Regions from separate parts of the Mus musculus genome. Here region 2 is linked to region 1. The links are chromatin contacts, called in public HiChIP or PLAC-seq maps. All regions are on one chromosome and are shown on one strand. Each heading gives the region's core, a stretch centred on a gene start, on an enhancer-like site or on the middle of the called end of the contact. The rest is flanking DNA. Distances are from core to core; before and after follow the strand shown. Region 1 holds the start of Rplp2 (ribosomal protein, large P2). Region 2 holds the start of Scgb1c1 (secretoglobin, family 1C, member 1).

Region 1 (5,785 bases), core at 1,992-4,491:
CACAAAGCAGCTTTGCATACATCTAGGAACATCTAATACCATTGAAGACTTCTTTCCCCACATTCTGATACACTAAAGAAAAGAAACTGGAATTAGCACCACTCTGACCTCCACCTTAAGAACAAGATGTGCTGGGCGTGGTGGCACACGCCTTTGATCCCAGCACTTGGGAGGCAGAGGCAGGCGGATCTCTTGAGTTCGAGGCCAGCCTGGTCTACAGAGTTTCAGGACAGCCAAGGCTACTCAGAGAAACCCAGTCTCAAAGAAAAAAGAAAAAAAAAAAAAAAAAACAAGATGGACAAGCTAGGCATGTCTTTAGTCCCAGTAGGGGATCCGAGTTCAATGCCAGCATGGGCTAAACAGAGACACCTTGTCTTTACTGCTGTCTCAAAAACTTTAAAAATCACAGGAACAAAATAAGCTGGGAGGTGGTGAGACACATCTATAACCCAGCACTTAGAAGGAAGAGGCGGGTAGATTATGAGTTTGAGGCCAACCTGACCTGACCTTATACAATGAGTTCCAGGACAGCCAGGGCTATTCAGATAAACCCTGCCCCCAAGTACATTTTAAAACAAGTTCTGGACACTACCCCTTTTTGGGATTGGGAACAAAACACCCATGGAAGGAGTTACAGAGACAAAGTTTGGAGCTGAGACAAAAGGATGGACCATCTAGAGACTGCCACACCGGGGATCCATCCCATAATCAGCCTCCTAATGCTGACACCACTGCATACACCAGCAAGATTTTGCTGAAAGGACCCTGATATAGTTGTTTCTTGTGAGGCTATGCTGGTGCCTGGCAAACACATAAGTGGATGCTCACAGTCAGCTATTGGATGGAACACAGAGCCCCCAATGGAGGAGCTAGAGAAAATACCTAAAGAGCTAAAGGGGTCTGCAACCCTATAGGTGGAACAACAATATGAACTAACAAGTACCCCCCAGAGCTTGTGTCTCTAGCTGCATATGTAGCAGAAGATGGCCTAGTAGGCCATCATTGGGAAGAGAGGCCCCTTAGTCTTGCAAACTTTATATGCCTCAGTACAGGGGAATGCCAGGGCCAAAAAGTAGGAGTGTGTGTGTCTGTGTGTGTGGTTTATGGGGGACTTTTGGGAAAGTATTTGATATGTAAATGAGGAAAATACCTAATTAAAAAAAAAAAGTTCAAGCCAGGCGTGGTGGCAAATGCCTTTAATCCCAGCACTCAGGACAGAGGCAGAGGCAGGCGGATTTCTGAGTTCAATGCCAGCCTGGTCTACAAAGTGAGTTCCAGGACAGCCAGGGCTATAAGGAGAAACCACAAAAACAAACAAACAAACACACACAAGCTCAGCTTGGTGGTGCACACTTTTAATTTCAGCAGCCAGGAGGCAGAAGCCTGTGAATTTAAGGCCATCATGGTCTACAAAGTGGGTTTACAGGCCACATGGGTTCTTACTTTTAGTTATTTAGAAATCTTAAAATTGAACAAACAGCCGAGCGTGGTGGCGTACGCCCTTGATACCAGCACTCGGGAGGCAGAGAAACCCTGTCTCAAAAAAACAAAAACAACAAGGCAAAAAAAAATAAATAAAAATTGAACAATCATTTTACCATGAGGGTGCCCCAGGCTGATTGCAAATAAGTACTAGTCCGGTGGTGCCAGAAATCTGTATGCCTTAGTTAAGAAGGAACCTGTGGCAGGGCTTGGTGGCACACACCTTTAATCCCAGCACTAGGGAGGCAGAGGCAGGGAGATTTGAGTTCAAGGCCAGCCTGGTCAGTTCCAGGACAGCCAGCTACACAGAGAAATCCTGTCTCAAAAAACCGAGAGAGAAAGAAAGAGAAAAGAAGAAAGGAAGGAAAGAGAGAGAACACCAATTTTTAGCATCCCCAGTCCCTCCTCAAAGGAAAGGTTTTCACACATCCTCGTAGAAACCATAAAGTGACCCCATTGCCAGTTTCTGAGGGTGTTCTGAAGCGCTGCAGGCACAAGCCTAAAATGAAAAGGCCTTGCACAACTCTGGCAGTGTTTCTAGGATGCTCTGGTCCACAAGCGAAGCCTGGCAGATCACTGGCTGACCAGCAGGTATTAGGATGGACCACAAACAGGCCAACTTCCCAGGAACTCACCCTGAGCGATGACATCCTCAATGTTCTTTCCATTCAGCTCACTGATGACCTGGGGTAGACAACCACAGCTAGCAGTCAGCAATGCAAGGCACGGGGAAGGTCTCCTGAGATACTGGACCTGCTCTCAACTCCCAGGAACTACCTATGAGATAGTGCTGGGTCTTCTCAACAATGATTTTGGCAAAGGAAGTTTTAGATACTAAAATTCTACCGTTCTGTGAAGTTTAGGTTCTATGTACAACCTAGGTGGGTGGAGTGGGAACCCTTTCTAGAAGAATCTTAAGGGGCGATGAGATAGCTCCACTGCTAAAGACTTGGACTCTAACATATCCTAGAGTCCCAGCACTATAGGTCCAAGGAGACACAGATGCCTCTGTTGGCATCTACACACATACATCCTTTACTGCAAAGCTAGTTTAAAAAAAAAAAAGTTAGAAAACTGGTTTACACAGTGAGTTCCAGGTTAGCCAGAGCTACACGGTGAGGCCTTGTCTCAAAAAATAAGATCACACAACATGAGTTGTATTAAACTTCTATAAAAGCACGATTATCACGACTGACTTCTTCGATTGCACAAGGACTAAAGAGAAAACTATGACTAAGATGGGTGTAGGCCTCCTCCATCCATCCTTTTCAACAGGTTATCTACAATTTTTCTTAAAAGTAAAATCCGGACATAATAGGATAAGGACCGCCGCTGGTAGACATTTGGATCCAGCGGGTCCAAGCAAGCAGCATGCTACCTTGTTGAGCCGATCATCGTCCGCTTCGATGCCCACGCTGTCTAGTATTTTCTTGATGTCTTTGGCGCTAGGAGAGGAGTTGCCCCCGAGGGCGGCCAGCAGGTAAGAGGCGACGTAGCGCATGCTAAATGGGGCAGGGAGTGGGTACAGTGGTGAGGTTATCCGAGAGGCCTTCTGCTTCCCCCTCCATTTTAAGCAGCAAGTGAGGCCACGTGAGGCGCCAGGCCTCCGGTCACAGAATGCTGCGCCACCCTCGCCTCCCGGCCGTCATCCAACCCCGCAGTCCCCACCACTGTTCGCGGCCCAGGCGGCCAGGCTACTCACTCGGCTGCGGGGGACAGACCTCACGCGTGCGACCTCGGCGGCGTCCGGCGGCGAAAGGAAGACGCTGACGCAGTGGGCGGGGGTAAACCGCTACCCAGAAGCCCCCGGGACGCGTACGGCGGCGCACGGGGACGCCTCCCATTGACGAAAAGGGTGCACCGGAAGGAAGACATTTCCCTGTCATGTCTTCCCCACAACAAAAACGAGGGATTTTTCAAGTGCCAGGGGCCTCTGCAACATGGACGAGAGTCTCCCGAAATCCATGCGGGCACGGGCGTAGCGTTCAAACCCCTTTAACGCCTCGCGTCCCCAGCATGCTACTCGGCTCCACAGCTCCCAAAATGCAGCGCGAAGGCCCCGCCCTGGTCTTATTAAGGCGAACTACAAATCCCATGACGCTTCACTGTAAGACCTTCATACCGGAAGTGTGCTCCCTTCTAGCTTTTTCTTGTTGCACGTGGGCTGGGTGGGCGGCTATTGGTTCAAACTGTGGTGCTATGGGTCCTTCCTGTTCTTGGGCAACAGAGGTCCTAAGTTGGGCTGGGGCTGATGGCTCCCAAGTTCAGCTGGTTTGGAAAAGTTGGGCGAGCTTTCTGGGTCCTAGTGATTACGGCCATATCTAGAAACATCCTCCTTTTTTTTTTTTCTTTTGAGACAGGTTTCTCTATATACTCTTGGGTATCCTGGACCTCTATGTAGACCAGGTTGGCCAAGAACTCACGAGATCGCCTGCCTCTGCCTCCAGAGTGTTGGGATCAAAAGCTTTTTGACTGGAGAGATGGCTCAGGGGTTAATAGTTTGGACGTTGACTGCTCTTCCAGAGGTCCTGAGTTCAATTCCCAGCACCCACATGTCACAACCATCTGTGATGGGATTTGATTCCCTCTTCTGGTGTGTATCAAGACAGAACACTCATGTAAAACAAATAGGTAAATATTTAAAAGAAAAAAAGTAAACCTTTGCCTCGTTGGGAGAGGGTGTTGCATGCCTTTAATTCCAGTACTTGGGAGGGAATGGCAGGTTTAGGATAGCCAAGGCTACACAGAGAGACCCTGTTTCAAAAAAACTGTCTCTACACTAGGCTCTGGAGACCTCTCTTCCCCTTCTCACTTCCATTCCCTGAGATCCACAGGATCTGCCTCTTTAAAAAAAAAAAAAAAAAAAAAGCTGGGCGTGGTGACACACACCTTTAATCCCAGCACTCACTCTGGAGGCAGAGGCAGGCGGATTTCTGAGTCCAAGGCCAGCCTGGTCTACAAAGTGAGTTCCAGGACAGCCAGGGCTATACAGAGAAACCCTGTCTCAAACAAACAAACAAACAAACAAACAAAAAAAAAACCAAAACAAAACAAAACAAAAAAAAAAATGAGCAGTCGGTGCTCTTAAACTGCTGAGCCATCTCTCCAGCCCCAGGATCTGCCTCTTATGTGCCGGGATTAAAGGTGTGGGCAACCACACCTAGTGATTTGTTTAAAAGATGTGAATGTGTGTGTCCCACCTTGGTTTGCATGTGCACTACATTGTGTGCAGTGCCTTTGGGAGCCAGAAGAAGACATCAGTTCCCCTGGAATTGGAGGTACAGGCAGTTGTGAGATGCCCGTTACTGATGCTGGCCACTGGACCAAATTATTCTGCAAGTGCTCTTAACTGCTGAGCCATTTCTCCACACTTCTATTTTCTTTAATTTTGAGACATTGACCTATCATGTAACTTTGGCTTGTCACAGAAATCCACTTGCCTCTGCTTCCATAGTACTGGTTGGAATTAAAGACACGCACACCATACCTGGCATGATTTTTTTTTTTTTTTTTTTTATACAAGACAGGGTTTCTCTGTGTAGCCCTGGCAGTCCTGGAACTCACTCTGTAGAGCAGGCTGGCCTCGAACTCAGAAATCTACCTGCCTCTACTTCCCAAGTGCTGGGATTAAAGGTGTGCGCCACCACCGCCAGGCGATTTTTTTTTTTTTAAGGTTTATTTATTTATTTTAACACCATTGATCTCTTCAGACACAGCAGAAGGGGACATCGGATCCCATTACAGATGTTTGTGAGCCACCATGTGGTTGCTGGGAATTGAACCTCTGGAAGAACTATCTTAACCTCTGAGCCATCTCTCCAGCCCCTGGCATGATTTTTTATGTTGTGACTTTTCTGTTTGTTTAAAACAGGGCTGCTCTGTGTATCCCTGGCTGTCCTGGAACTTGTTCTATAGACCAGGCTAGCCTCTAACTCAGAGATCCACCTATCTACCTCCACCTCCAGAGTGCTAGGATTAAAGGCATTAGCCACCACCAACTGTCGTGAATTTTACTTATTTTTATTTTTTGGTTTTTCGAGACAGGGTTTCTCTGTGTAGCCCTGGCTGTCCTGGCACTCACTTTGTAGACCAGGCTGGCCTCCAACTCAGAAATTCGCCTGCCTCTGCCTCCCAAGTGCTGGGATTAAAGGTGTGTGCCATCACTGCCCGGCTGTGATTTTTTTTTTTTTAACTGTAAAATAATACCCAAAATAGCTGGAGAGATGGCTCAATGGTGAAGAGCTCATTTGCAGATTAAAGGCAAATACCACCATGCTCATTAATATAAACTTAAGGAATATTC
Region 2 (5,293 bases), core at 2,441-4,940, 600 kb after region 1:
AAATGGAATGGCTGGGTGCTGAGTCAAACACATACTTGGTAGATTTCTCTGGAAAGTAATCACCTGGAGAGGAGGGAAGGTGTGCAGGAACGACAAGAATCGGGTTCCGCATCCCACCCCGCCCCAGTACCTGAGTGCCCAGGAAGGGTGTCCCAACAATTAAGACACAAGGCTTCTAGACCCCAACATTGAGGTTGAACAGATTTGGTCAGGGATGTCCACAGTAGAAATACAGGCTCCAGGGTTGTTTTCAAGCAGTGAGCATGAGATCTGGTGTGGGCCTTGTCCCTGGACTCCAGGTAGAGTAGGGTTGGTGGGCTTCAGGCTCTGCTGTTCAGGCCTGACAGTGTCTGTTCCCAGGAGCAGGAGAAATGAGGCCATCTGGCCTTCACAGAGCTGGACATGCATATTAGGGCCCGGAGCAGAAGGTAGGGGTTACTCACCCGGGCCGGGGGTCAGCAAGGTCTTGGTATGGTAGCGCCCCAGGATGGAGTAGGCAGGGCCAAGGTCCTTGCCAGTCTTCAGGATCTTGGGGTTCACACTGTAGCGGGGCCCTGGGGAGCAATTCTCCGCCAAGAGCATGGGAGCCCCACGGAAGCTGTAGGCCGGTGCTCGGAGTTTGGTGGGTGTGTGCTTCACAAAGCCTGTGGGCACACGGGCTCAGGGCTGCTGGAGCCAGGCATCCTTCTCTCCGATGGGAGTCAAGGATTAAGCCCAGATCCATCCCAGCCCACAGCAATCTTGGCTTCTTCCCCTGTCCCCAGCAAGCCCCAGGCCTTAGGCAATCTTACCCGTGGTGGGTGGAATCAGGTACTTGGGTCCAGGGCTGCTGTAGAGGGCCATGATGGGCCCCCGGGGGCGATGGGGCCTCCAGGTGCCCATCCATACCTCCTCTGCCATGGCTGGCTCTGTCCATGGACAAGAGGGTGACCAGGTGCTGGGATGCCCTCCCTGTTGCATCTCATTCCTGGCCCTCATGTTCCCATCCCTGGTACTGCTGATATTGCATCCTGCAGACCCAAGCCTTGCCCCGTGGAGACATGGGAGTCTCGAGTAGTTACAAGCAAAGAGAGCTCCCCGTCTGGTGTGGTGAGCTCACCCCTACCCAGCTCCAAGATAAGGGTGGGAGTCATGCCTTCAGGACAGGCCCAGAGGAGCTGCTCTGGCCCTGCACTGACTACTGTTTTGGCTCTGAAGGAGCTCGGGCTGGTCAAAGAACCCTGGGTGCAACTTTCCAAAGAGCTGGCTGGCAAGGGTCCAGAGCTTCTTGGCTGAGCTGTGTCATGGGCGGGAGGGGAGCAAATCGGGAGGCCTCACCTCCTCTGTGCAGGAATGGGCTTAGAGCAGCTTAGGACCCAGCCTCCTCACCGGTGGCCTGTCCCCCTGGTGTCTGTGCCAGGCAACTCCCTAAAAAGGAACATGGGGAGAAAGGGAAGCTTTCTCTTTCTCCCCCAGTTTTGAGAACTGGGGAGGGGTCCCTGCCCCTGAGCTCTAGAATGTGGCTTTGTCCCACAAGAAGTTCTAGATCATAGTGTGTGTGATGGAGACAATGACCTCTGGCCCAAGGCCTCTCTTCAGACATTACCTTTTCCAGAGATCCTGTTTTTGGGGGGAACTAACCCTCTCCAGGGAGCCCCCATCCTCTCCGTGGACTTCTCCTTTAGGGGCTATGCACATCTCCAGCAACCACACGAGTCTCCAGGAACTCCCACCTCTTCAGGGAGTCCCCAAGTCTCCAAGGAGCTCCCACACTCTCCAGGGAACTCCTCTTGCAGAGACCAACCCGACCTCTCCAGGGGCCTCCTTACTCTCCAGGTTCTTTAACTCTTTGTGTTGGCTGGGACAAATGTAGACACAGTGAGGTTGCAGGTTTCTCCTTAGCTTTAGCCCAGTACAAGCCACTGATTTGGGGAAACTGGGGGGCAGGGGTTTCTGCCTACTGGGGATCTTGGGAGTGCAGGCTTGGGTTGGAGACTGGGTTGATTGTGGTGGGCATACCCAGAGAGGTTGCTTTCTCCCTACAGCTCCCCAGAGCTTGTTCTTCCAGTTTCCCTGCTGGCAAAGCCCACCCCTCAGAACCCCCTGTGTCCTTGTGTTCAGTCAGGGTTTCCCTACTTGACCTCAGTAAGGCTCTTCAGGTTCTGACTCAGGCTGGACTCTCTTTCCTCGGGTGATTTTGGGAAGAGAGGTTGTTTTCAAAGCTCCCAGAACGTATGCATCAGTTGGCTGTGCTCTTGCCTTATTATTATTATTTTTTTTATGCATAAGCCCTGCCAGCCTGCCTTTCTGTGTTAGGCTCCTTTTATCCCCATCCTTCCTAGATAGCTCCCTGTGTTCACGTGGTTTCCCGAGGCCGACCTCACACATTGCTTCCGGAAAGTGACCTTGCATTATGAGTTTGCATCTTTTGGTTTATCTCTCAGGGTGCCTCTGATAGGACTTTTTGTGTGTCCCTGTGTTGCAGGGAGAGAGAGAAGCCAGCACATGGGCTGCAGTAGGCTTTATTGATTTAACAGTTCGAGGGTGAATTTATTCGTGAAGAAGCAGTGATCGCGGCACATCCATGGTCGCTGTAGGGCTGGTCCTGTCGCTCATGGAAGTCAAGCCGTGTTTCGGGTCTGCTTATGTGTCCTCTTGAGCATCTAGCACTTGCACCTGAAAGAGAGATGTGTGGGGACCAGGAGACCTGGTAACCAACAACCGGATCCCCCAGTCCCAGCGGCAGACAGTGCTGTGCACACCAGTGGAGGAGACAGACTCCTGAGCATGGTGACCCACCTCTCCTAGCACCCTGGGGAGGGGCTGTGTGCACATGTACTGCCTAGGTGGGATGTAGTTCTTTTGGGGTGGGGGAAGCAGTTCTAAGAGACTTTGGAAACTTCTCTGCGAGGTCTCCATCTCTGCTGGCTGATGGAGATCTGGGGATCGGGGAGGACTGGTGATCCAGCACCAGGAGGGTCTCGGAAGAACTGCAAACATTCGGGGATGGGAGTCCCAGCCCGATTACCAGCAGCTTGACCAGTTGCTCCTTATGCACAGGCTGTAGTTCATCGATGCAGGACTTGAGCTCGCTCAGCGCTGACTTGGCCATGTCATTGACATTGTACTTGCCCAGGGGCCCTTCGTAGAGTTCTTCCGGGGTCCCCACCAGGAGTGTTTGCAGGAATTCCATGAAAAACTCATTGTCATCCTCTGCTCTAGTCAGCCCTGTGTTGCAAAGGGGATACAATGCCGAGGGAGGGACTTGATCTCCTGTCCTTGTCTTTCTAGCACTCCCAGGTCAACCTGCAGATCCCTTCCCCATCACCACTAGTGGGAGCTGCTGTGGTTTCCCCCCTGACTTCCTGACCTCACCAGGGAAGAGAAGGGGGAGTTCTTCCCCTGGGCTAACTGGATCCAGAGGGTCAGGTCAAACCGGATTGCTCCAGGGTGGGCGGCATTGGCCTCGGTGGTTAGTTAGTGTTAGGTCAGGGTGGGTTGGGAGAGAACTGGTGTCAACAGATTTCCTGCACTTAGGGGGTGGGGTCTGTGACACTGGTAGGCATTGCCCACCTGATCCCAGGATTTCAGCCTCTTGGGGCCCCTTACCTACCGAAAGTGCTAGAAACAAGGCCCAGACTTACCACAGACGCAGAGCAGGCTTAGGGCCACCAGCAGAAGAGCGCTGCTCCCTTTCATGGTGACAGTCACAAGAACTGCTTGGGGGATACCAGGCTTTTATGCTGTAGAAGGTGGCACCTTGCCCGGGGGCGGGGCATACCTCTCAGGACCTGGCAGGACAACTGGGCCAGGCATGTCACTGTGCTCCATTAGGTGCCAAGAAGTGCCAAACTTGAGTGGATCATAAGGGGGCAGTTGGCAAACATGTCGGGGTAAGTGGAATACATCCTGGTCTGGGTAAACTTAGTGCTAGTTAACAGGGAGGAGTGCCAAAGGTCATGTGTGACCTCCCCGGTGCTCTGACAGCTTCTGGGATGCGTCTAGATCTTTGTGGTTGGGATCCCCCCCCCCCCCCTCCACCTGTGCTTAATGAGCTGCCTGTCCTAGTCCTCAGGCTGAGGCCACCCTACTGCTGCAGGTGGGAGAGGAGCCTGGGAACATGAGGTCAGAGGGGTGGGGGCCTCCCAGAGTGGAGGATGCTGAACCACCAGGAGGTCTGACGTTTGGAGGCAGTGTCCCGTGAGGTTGGGTGGCCTGAGAAGAGTTGCAGCTGCCTGTGGTCTCGCCTTCTCCTATCCTCTACTGCCACCTGGCGGCTTGATGGTTTTTCTTACACGGTGCTGGTTGCAGATCCGCCTGAGAATTTTGCAAAGCAGAATCCTCCTACCCCCTGTCAGAGTGGGTCTCATTATCCCATGTCTGAGCAGGGCATGATGGTGCCTTCATTACCCTACCCTTTCTTTGATTATACTTAGCCTTGCATATGCTCTGCCTGACATAGCCCCCAGATCCTTGCTCTAGCCCCTTTCAAGAACTGTTCCAGTGTTTGGGGTTCTTGCCTTCTTAGACTCCTGCCTATAATGAATATTCTCTAACCTTTGTTAGCATGAAACTAATCTATAGTGATGGGACCTGTTTCTGTGCATAAGTCTATGAATGTGGGACCGATTGTACAGTGCAGCGTCTGTCACCACAGTCAATAGGAGAGCAGATCAGCCTCTTAGTGCAGTGGCGCTCACCTCGGGTCATCTTTAACCTGTGGTTCTGGGGGCTACATAGATGGCTTAGTGAATCAGGGGGCTTGAGGCCAATCATGGCAACTTGAGTTTGATCTTCAGAGCTCACCTGATGGAAAAAGAGAACGGACTCTTGCAAGTAGCATCTCCAGGGGCTTGGCCTGGACACCTGTTTTGAGACCCCCCCTTTCATCCCCCCAAAATTCTGTCACAGAACTGACTGCTCCTTTAAAGACTCTCTGGCCCAGCTTCTGTCTCTTTACATTGTCTGCCACTGGGGTTCCATGTGGAACAAGTGGCCCCTTGGCCTCCCTTTGTGGGATCCAGTTGGCAGGTATTCCTCTTGCATTCCTTAGATGCTCAGCAGCACAGGCTGGCCAACACTGCTCTGCAGGTTAGCCAGGGATCGGCGTTTGGGACTCTCCATGCTGTGTGCGTCTGTTTACTCCTCCTGTCTCACTGTAGCAACCTCACACCCTGAGCACTTGTCCCTTGTCCTCTCCCCTCTGTGGTCTTCTGATGCCACTTCAAGGTTGTCTTCTAGTCATGGGCTATGTTTTCAGCAGTAGTCCCTCTCATTCCATCTTATACACCCTCTGACCATCTAGTCCCTTGAG

What was found. HiChIP or PLAC-seq counts read pairs in DNA pulled down with a chosen protein or histone mark.
Region 2: an H3K27ac HiChIP or PLAC-seq map of microglia shows a contact between it and region 1, with 6 times the contacts expected there. The contact joins the promoter of Scgb1c1 here to the promoter of Rplp2 in region 1. A contact is called at or near these places in 5 of 39 promoter capture datasets (embryonic stem cells, neural stem cells and pre-B cells), 1 of 15 datasets of contacts at CTCF or cohesin (embryonic stem cells), 1 of 484 Hi-C or Micro-C datasets (CD4 T cells), 7 of 115 datasets of contacts at active chromatin or transcription factors (T-cell acute lymphoblastic leukemia, embryonic forebrain, embryonic stem cells and 2 more) and 2 of 9 other capture datasets (embryonic stem cells and liver).

The regions. Positions count from the first base shown.
Region 1 is chr7:141,445,107-141,450,891 of GRCm38.p6, reverse strand. Rplp2 (ribosomal protein, large P2) reads right to left here and starts at 3,241. Exons shown (of 5, transcript NM_026020.7): 1 at 3,185-3,241; 2 at 2,861-2,984; 3 at 2,118-2,166. The coding sequence starts at 2,983. Snora52 (small nucleolar RNA, H/ACA box 52) reads right to left here and starts at 2,089; the gene lies at 1,956-2,089. It also overlaps a transcript of Pidd1 not described here.
Region 2 is chr7:140,843,962-140,849,254 of GRCm38.p6, reverse strand. Scgb1c1 (secretoglobin, family 1C, member 1) reads right to left here and starts at 3,690. Exons shown (of 3, transcript NM_001099742.1): 1 at 3,624-3,690; 2 at 3,008-3,207; 3 at 2,486-2,655. The coding sequence starts at 3,678. The coding sequence ends at 2,623. C330022C24Rik (RIKEN cDNA C330022C24 gene) reads left to right here and starts at 3,566. Exons shown (of 4, transcript NR_045717.1): 1 at 3,566-3,872. It overlaps Odf3 (outer dense fiber of sperm tails 3), which reads right to left and starts at 1,339. Exons shown (of 7, transcript NM_027019.3): 1 at 1,318-1,339; 2 at 792-908; 3 at 444-644; 4 at 1-63. The coding sequence starts at 900.